2 separate regions of the Triticum aestivum genome follow, and region 1 is linked to region 2. Evidence: chromatin contacts called from public HiCAR-type data. All regions are on one chromosome and are shown on one strand. The core of a region is the stretch at or near the end of the contact, and the rest is flanking DNA. Distances in the headings are between cores, read along the strand shown.

Region 1 (2,834 bases), core at 214-2,713, 240 kb after region 2:
GCATAGTAACTATTGCTTCTGTTTCTCTTAGTTTTCATATAGTGCAGACATTCATATTAGTGACGAGTCTTATAATGGTTTGTGAAGCAGAGCGATCACAATATTGGTCTGAATTCCAGCCTAGAATGCGTTCTCTCTCCTTTCTTTATGTGCAACCCGTCAGCGCTTTGTCTCACTCGCAAGACGGTGTGTTTCCCTCGCCTCAGGCGTTCCCTAAATGGGCCAGACCCACAATCAGGCACATACACATAGGTCAAGCACACAATAGACATGTACACTTATTTTGTTTACGGAATAGAAAAATCCCGAACGTTCGGAATTTAAGCATGTCATCCCGAACGTTTTTTTTATGGCAACTTTAGTTGCTGCGAGGTGGCAACTTTAGTTGTTAACACATGGCAACTTTGTTTCAGGTCGATTTTTTGTCAGAAAATTGCCATGTTTATCAACAACGCTTGATTAAAGTTGCCATGAAAAGAGTTCGGATTAGCATGCTTAAATTCCGAACGTCCGGGACTTATTGAGGTCCTTTGTTTATTATTCAAAATATAAATACTTGAAAAATAATTAATTTACATTTTTAACAACATTCACCGCCCATATAAAAATTGTTAACACAGAGTAAAATAAATGTTCGTGTATTTTATTAAAAAAGTTTATACTGATCAAACAAAAATTTCATGATGTTTAAAAAATGTTCAAGCATTTAAAGAAATATTCTTGATAATCTTTTTAAAAAGTGTATGCAACGTAAAAAATGTTTACATACTTGTTTTTGTATCATTCAAAAAATGCTCATAAAATTTCAAAAATGCCCATGACATTTTAAAAATTTATATAATTTTAAAAATAGTTTGTGCAAGTTTGAAAAATACCATTAAAAAACAATGAATGTGAAATTTTAAAAAATGTTCATACATTTAAAAAATATTTCATGATATTTTTAAATTTTTAGTAATATAACTCAAACAAATATTCACCTTTTATAATTTTTGTACCCTTCAAAGAATTCTCAAAGCGTATTTGAAAATATTTAACATTCATTTCAATAATGTTTAAACATGTATTTTAAAAATGTTCATCATATATTTAAAATATTTAACGTGTATAAAAACATTTTACGCGTGTATTAAAGAACGTACATCTATATTGAAAAGGTCAACTTGTGTTTGGAAAAAAGAGAAAGGGAAAAATGAAAAAGCAGATTTTCTTTTGAAAACCCCAAAATACCAATAAAAACACATGTAGAAATAGAAAAGACAAAAAATCATACGAAAGCTTTTTTTTTAACCGGTCCATAAAGTGTCACACCATTCAGCAACAGGTTGGTTTGCATAGAGCTACAGCGTTAGACCAGCTGGTTTAGTGGAATATAAGGCGAGACGGGGCTACGTCTCCCTCGCCGTAAGCGAGATATAGATCGCGCGTTCATCTCTTCTCCTCTTTGTTCTTAATTAAAAAAAAAAACTTCTCCGCTGCTCCCAGAAAAATTAATAATCTCTTCTCCGCGTCTCCGGAGCAGAAAGAAGGAGGGGAGCTCTCAAGAATGGAGGACGGGATTGGGTGGCTGGCGCAGACCATCCTGGAAACCCTGTCCATCCCGCAGCTGCAGGCGTGGATTCGGCGGCAGGGGCTTGGCCATGACATCCAGCTGCTCGAGTCAGAGGTCGAGATGGCCCACATAGCGTACGATGCTGTGGGGGAGAGGGCGACCGGGAACAAGCCGCTCGGCCGATCCCTCGCCCGCCTCAAGGACCTGCTCTACGACGCCGATGACTTGGTCGACGACCTCCAATACTACCTTCTGCTTGAGACCTCGCCTGCCACTGCCACAGGTTCATTAGGTAACCCTACTGCCTGCCTGCCTGCCTTCAGATCTACTTCTGTTAATATAGAATCCAATTTTTTATTTTTTCTTCTTCTGTAGTAATCGGGTGCAATTACACGCCCATTCAATCTACAAGCGCCGGCTCCCCTTCTACAGATTCGTCAGGTAATCCTACTCTCTGCAGGTCAAATTGTGTTAATTCAGAATCCTTCCTAGTTTCACAAAAGGAATGGTAGGGAGTTCTGCCGAGCAGGACAGGACAATGCTGATTCCTATTTTTCTTATGGCACAGATAATGCTGACATGTTTGAGGCAGTGCAAGTCCATGAGGAATTGAGGGGAGATATTGGTATACAAAGTAGGCAGGGTAGCAACAATCCCTCTGTGGTATGGGAACGCTTTCTGGTCTCGGAAGCAGATGGAAACAATAGGCCTCTGAAAGCCAAATCTGTTCATTGTGGACCCAAACATGGGACATCAGGTTTGAAACACCATACCCATAGTGTAGGTTGTACGAGTCAAAGAGAAGTAGCTGACCAGCAGCTAAACCCTTCAAGGTATTGCACTTAATCAGTGGGTGTTATCAAAGATATCCTTTTCTAACTTGTGATTTTCGTGAGTTTGTCTTTATTCAACTATATATCCTGACTCTTTTCCTCAAAACACAACCAGTTCGGATCCAATTATCAATTTTAAAATGTTTTACACCTCGTTGGTCTCTCAAGAATTGAATTTGTCCAAATCCAATTTATATAATTTGAACTTGATTCTAAAAGATTCTAGTTGAATGGAAATGGAAGTTACACATTCTATGAAATTTCTCTGTTTACAATTCGAAACATTGTGTTCACACATAAATTTTGTTCGAAATCAAACAATTTCACCCACATTTTTACCACTATGGCTGGGCTACTTTCAGCTTATTAGTAGATCGAACCATACTGGTATGTCCTGTACGCTTTCACAAAACTTTGATATTTGAATTTTCAACCTTGCATTCACACTA
Region 2 (2,823 bases), core at 91-2,590:
TCAAATTTATTCAACCCGGTTGATTCACGTAGGATACTCCAAATACCTATTCACTTACAAGGATTTGATGATTTTATAGCATGGCACCCAAACAGAACTGGGATTTTTTCAGTTCGAAGTGCTTATCATATGCAGTGGATGCATACTTTTCGGGTGCATGCAAATATGATGGGGCGCCCAAGTGGATCCACCCCTTTGACTGTATGGAGTACTCTCTGGAAGCTGCAATGTCCACGTAAAGTGTAAAGTTCAGATTTTTGCGAGGAATTATTCCGCTTCGTGCTATCCTTACTAATAGGCATGTTGGTTCAAATGGTGCATGCCCCATCTGTCATCAAGGCGCCGAGGACATCCGACATCTGCTATTCTTGTGCACTAATGCATGGTCCTTGTGGTCCCATCTTGGGTTAACTCATAGCATTGACCAAGCGATACATGTTGACAGATCAGGTTCGGCCATCTTTGAATATATACTCTCACTGCCGGATCAACAAGTAGCTATGCATCCATCTTTGAACTTCAATCAGGTTATAGCCGTGGGAGGTTGGTACCTATGGTGAATCAGAAGACAAATAACGCATAATGAATCGGTTCCACCACAGTGGAGATGGGCGTTGTCAGTGCTATCCATTGCGAGCAATCATCAGAGGGCGTCATCGCTCACCCCTAGTTTCCCTAAAGCAAAATGGAGTAAGCCAGACCCTCAATTTATTAAATTGAATGTTGATGCAGCTTTTTATCCAGATGAAGGTGCGGGGGCTACAGCGGCCATACTACGGGATGTTAGAGGAAACTTTGTGGCGGCACAATGCAAATTTATCCCTTTCGCTGCAGATGTGATCACTACAGAAGCTTTGGCAATGAGAGACTGTCTAGTTTTTGCTAATTCTCTTGGATTCAATCGGTTGGAAGCGGAATCAGACTCCCTACAGGTTATTAACTTCTGTAATGGTCAAACTAGATGGTGGGACTCAGCGGCTGCAATCTTTGCGAAATGTGTGGATACTAGTTCCTTGATCGGGAGGGTCATTTTTAAGCATTGTTATCGTTCTTGTAATCAAGCAGCTCATGCGCTAGCTAATTTTTTGTTTCTGTAATAAATCTTCTTTTAGTTGGTTGGATGAGCCTCTGGCTGTGTTGTCAGTAAGCTCGTAGACGATGTAAACATTGTTTAATTTTAATAAAGCTAGCCATGATGGCCTTCCCTAAAAGAACACATTTTTTTTTCGTTTCCAAAGGCTCACATCCAGCTCGTGGGGTGGGCTTAAAATCACAGCAGCCCGCCAGTCCGTGAGCTTTTTCTTTCCGTGGGTTTAAAGGTCTCGCGGACGACCCGCAACGCAAGCCCAGGCCCAGCCCATCTCCATAGCGAGAAGCCGCCCGCCGCCTCTCCCTCCCCTCGGCTTCCGCTGCTAGGGTTCTTCTTCTCCCCCTCGCCGACTGCCACGCCTCTCTTGGCCACCCGCTCCCCGCTCCAAACCGCCGCCGCCGCCGCCATGGTGAGGCTCAACGCCGACCTGATATGGAAGAGCCCGCACTTCTTCAACGCCATCAAGGAGCGCGAGCTCGACCTCCGAGGTTCCTTTCCCCTTATCCCCTTCCTCTCGCCCGTCAGATAGATCTAGGGCTCTGCCTTCATTTTCTCCCCTGTCTAACCGGTGGTTCGTTTGGTCTTCGCGGCGGCAGGCAACAAGATCGCCATCATCGAGAACATCGGCGCCACCGAGGTGAGCTCCGCCACCTACCCGTCCTTCCTCTCATTGTAAGCTGTAATAGGGTGCGGGCTCCTCGACCCAACCTCCCCGGCCGGCGGAATCTGCTTCTAGGAAAATTCGTACTACTTCCTTAGAACGGGTCCAGAGGCAGAAGCTGTTTGAGCTAGGTAGCAAGTGACGCGGGAGAATTTAGTATGCGGCCTATCGATTTGCTTGGCGTCCCTTTTCCAGTTAGTGATGCGGCAGTTGAAGAGGCTAGAGAGGCCGGGAGGGGTAATGCTGCACTGTATTTCAAGTTACCCCATGTTGCTGACGGTTTCGGTGCTAGCCAAGTGACATTTCTTCTCATGGATTTGTAATCCCTGACCATGTAATAAGCAGGACATTTAACCTTTATGAGTGGGTATTGTGCTGGAGTTGCTATCTGTGTTGTGAGTACTGTTTGAGCTTTTTAGCTTAGTGTGTGCGCCCGAGAGTGGTGATTTTGTTGTCACTGTTCAGACTACTGCTTTTTATTACTGCTATACCAGCTACGGTTGAGAGGAATGACTGGTACTGGAATGCATCGTGTAGTAATTGTACAAGAGGTACACATTATATGCGTGCTACTGCTATGCAATGTTATGCTGGGCTTGCAAGGCGTGATATAGGTACTGTTTGAGCATTTTACTGTATTCTTCTCCTAAGAGTGGTGATTTTGTTGTTACAGTTCAGAATAGTGTTTTTTATGCACTGCTATACCAGCTAAAGGTTGAGAGGAGTGAAGCATTAAACTGGCATTGTGTAGTAATTTTACAAGTGGTACATATATTAGGATTGGTGCATGCACAAGTTGCTGCTAGGACTGTTTATATACTTGATCACCACACCTTTTAGAGTTCTGGCTATCGATTTGCTTGGCTGCAATTGAAGTGGCTACAGAGGCTTGGGGAGGTAATGCGGTAGTGCTTTTCAGGTGAGTGGATGTTAGTGCTGGGATTATCTCTGTTGGTACCCAGATGCTAGCCGAGTAACATATCTGCTGGTGGATTCGTAATCCTTGGCCATGTAGTAAGCATTGAGTTTACCTTTATCAGTGTGTGCTATGCAGTGTTATGCTGGTGTTGCA

The links. HiCAR-type assays count read pairs that join an accessible place to other places.
Region 1: a HiCAR-type map of leaf shows a contact between it and region 2, with 10 times the contacts expected there. The contact joins the promoter of LOC123123857 here to the promoter of LOC123123853 in region 2. A contact is called at or near these places in 1 of 5 Hi-C or Micro-C datasets (leaf) and 1 of 1 datasets of contacts at active chromatin or transcription factors (leaf).

The regions. Positions count from the first base shown.
Region 1 is chr5D:558,032,167-558,035,000 of IWGSC CS RefSeq v2.1, forward strand. It overlaps LOC123123857 (putative disease resistance protein RGA4), which reads left to right and starts at 1,464. Exons shown (of 4, transcript XM_044544499.1): 1 at 1,464-1,844; 2 at 1,928-1,993; 3 at 2,121-2,385. The coding sequence starts at 1,547.
Region 2 is chr5D:557,797,275-557,800,097 of IWGSC CS RefSeq v2.1, forward strand. It overlaps LOC123123853 (U2 small nuclear ribonucleoprotein A'), which reads left to right and starts at 1,341. Exons shown (of 8, transcript XM_044544487.1): 1 at 1,341-1,578; 2 at 1,687-1,727. The coding sequence starts at 1,497.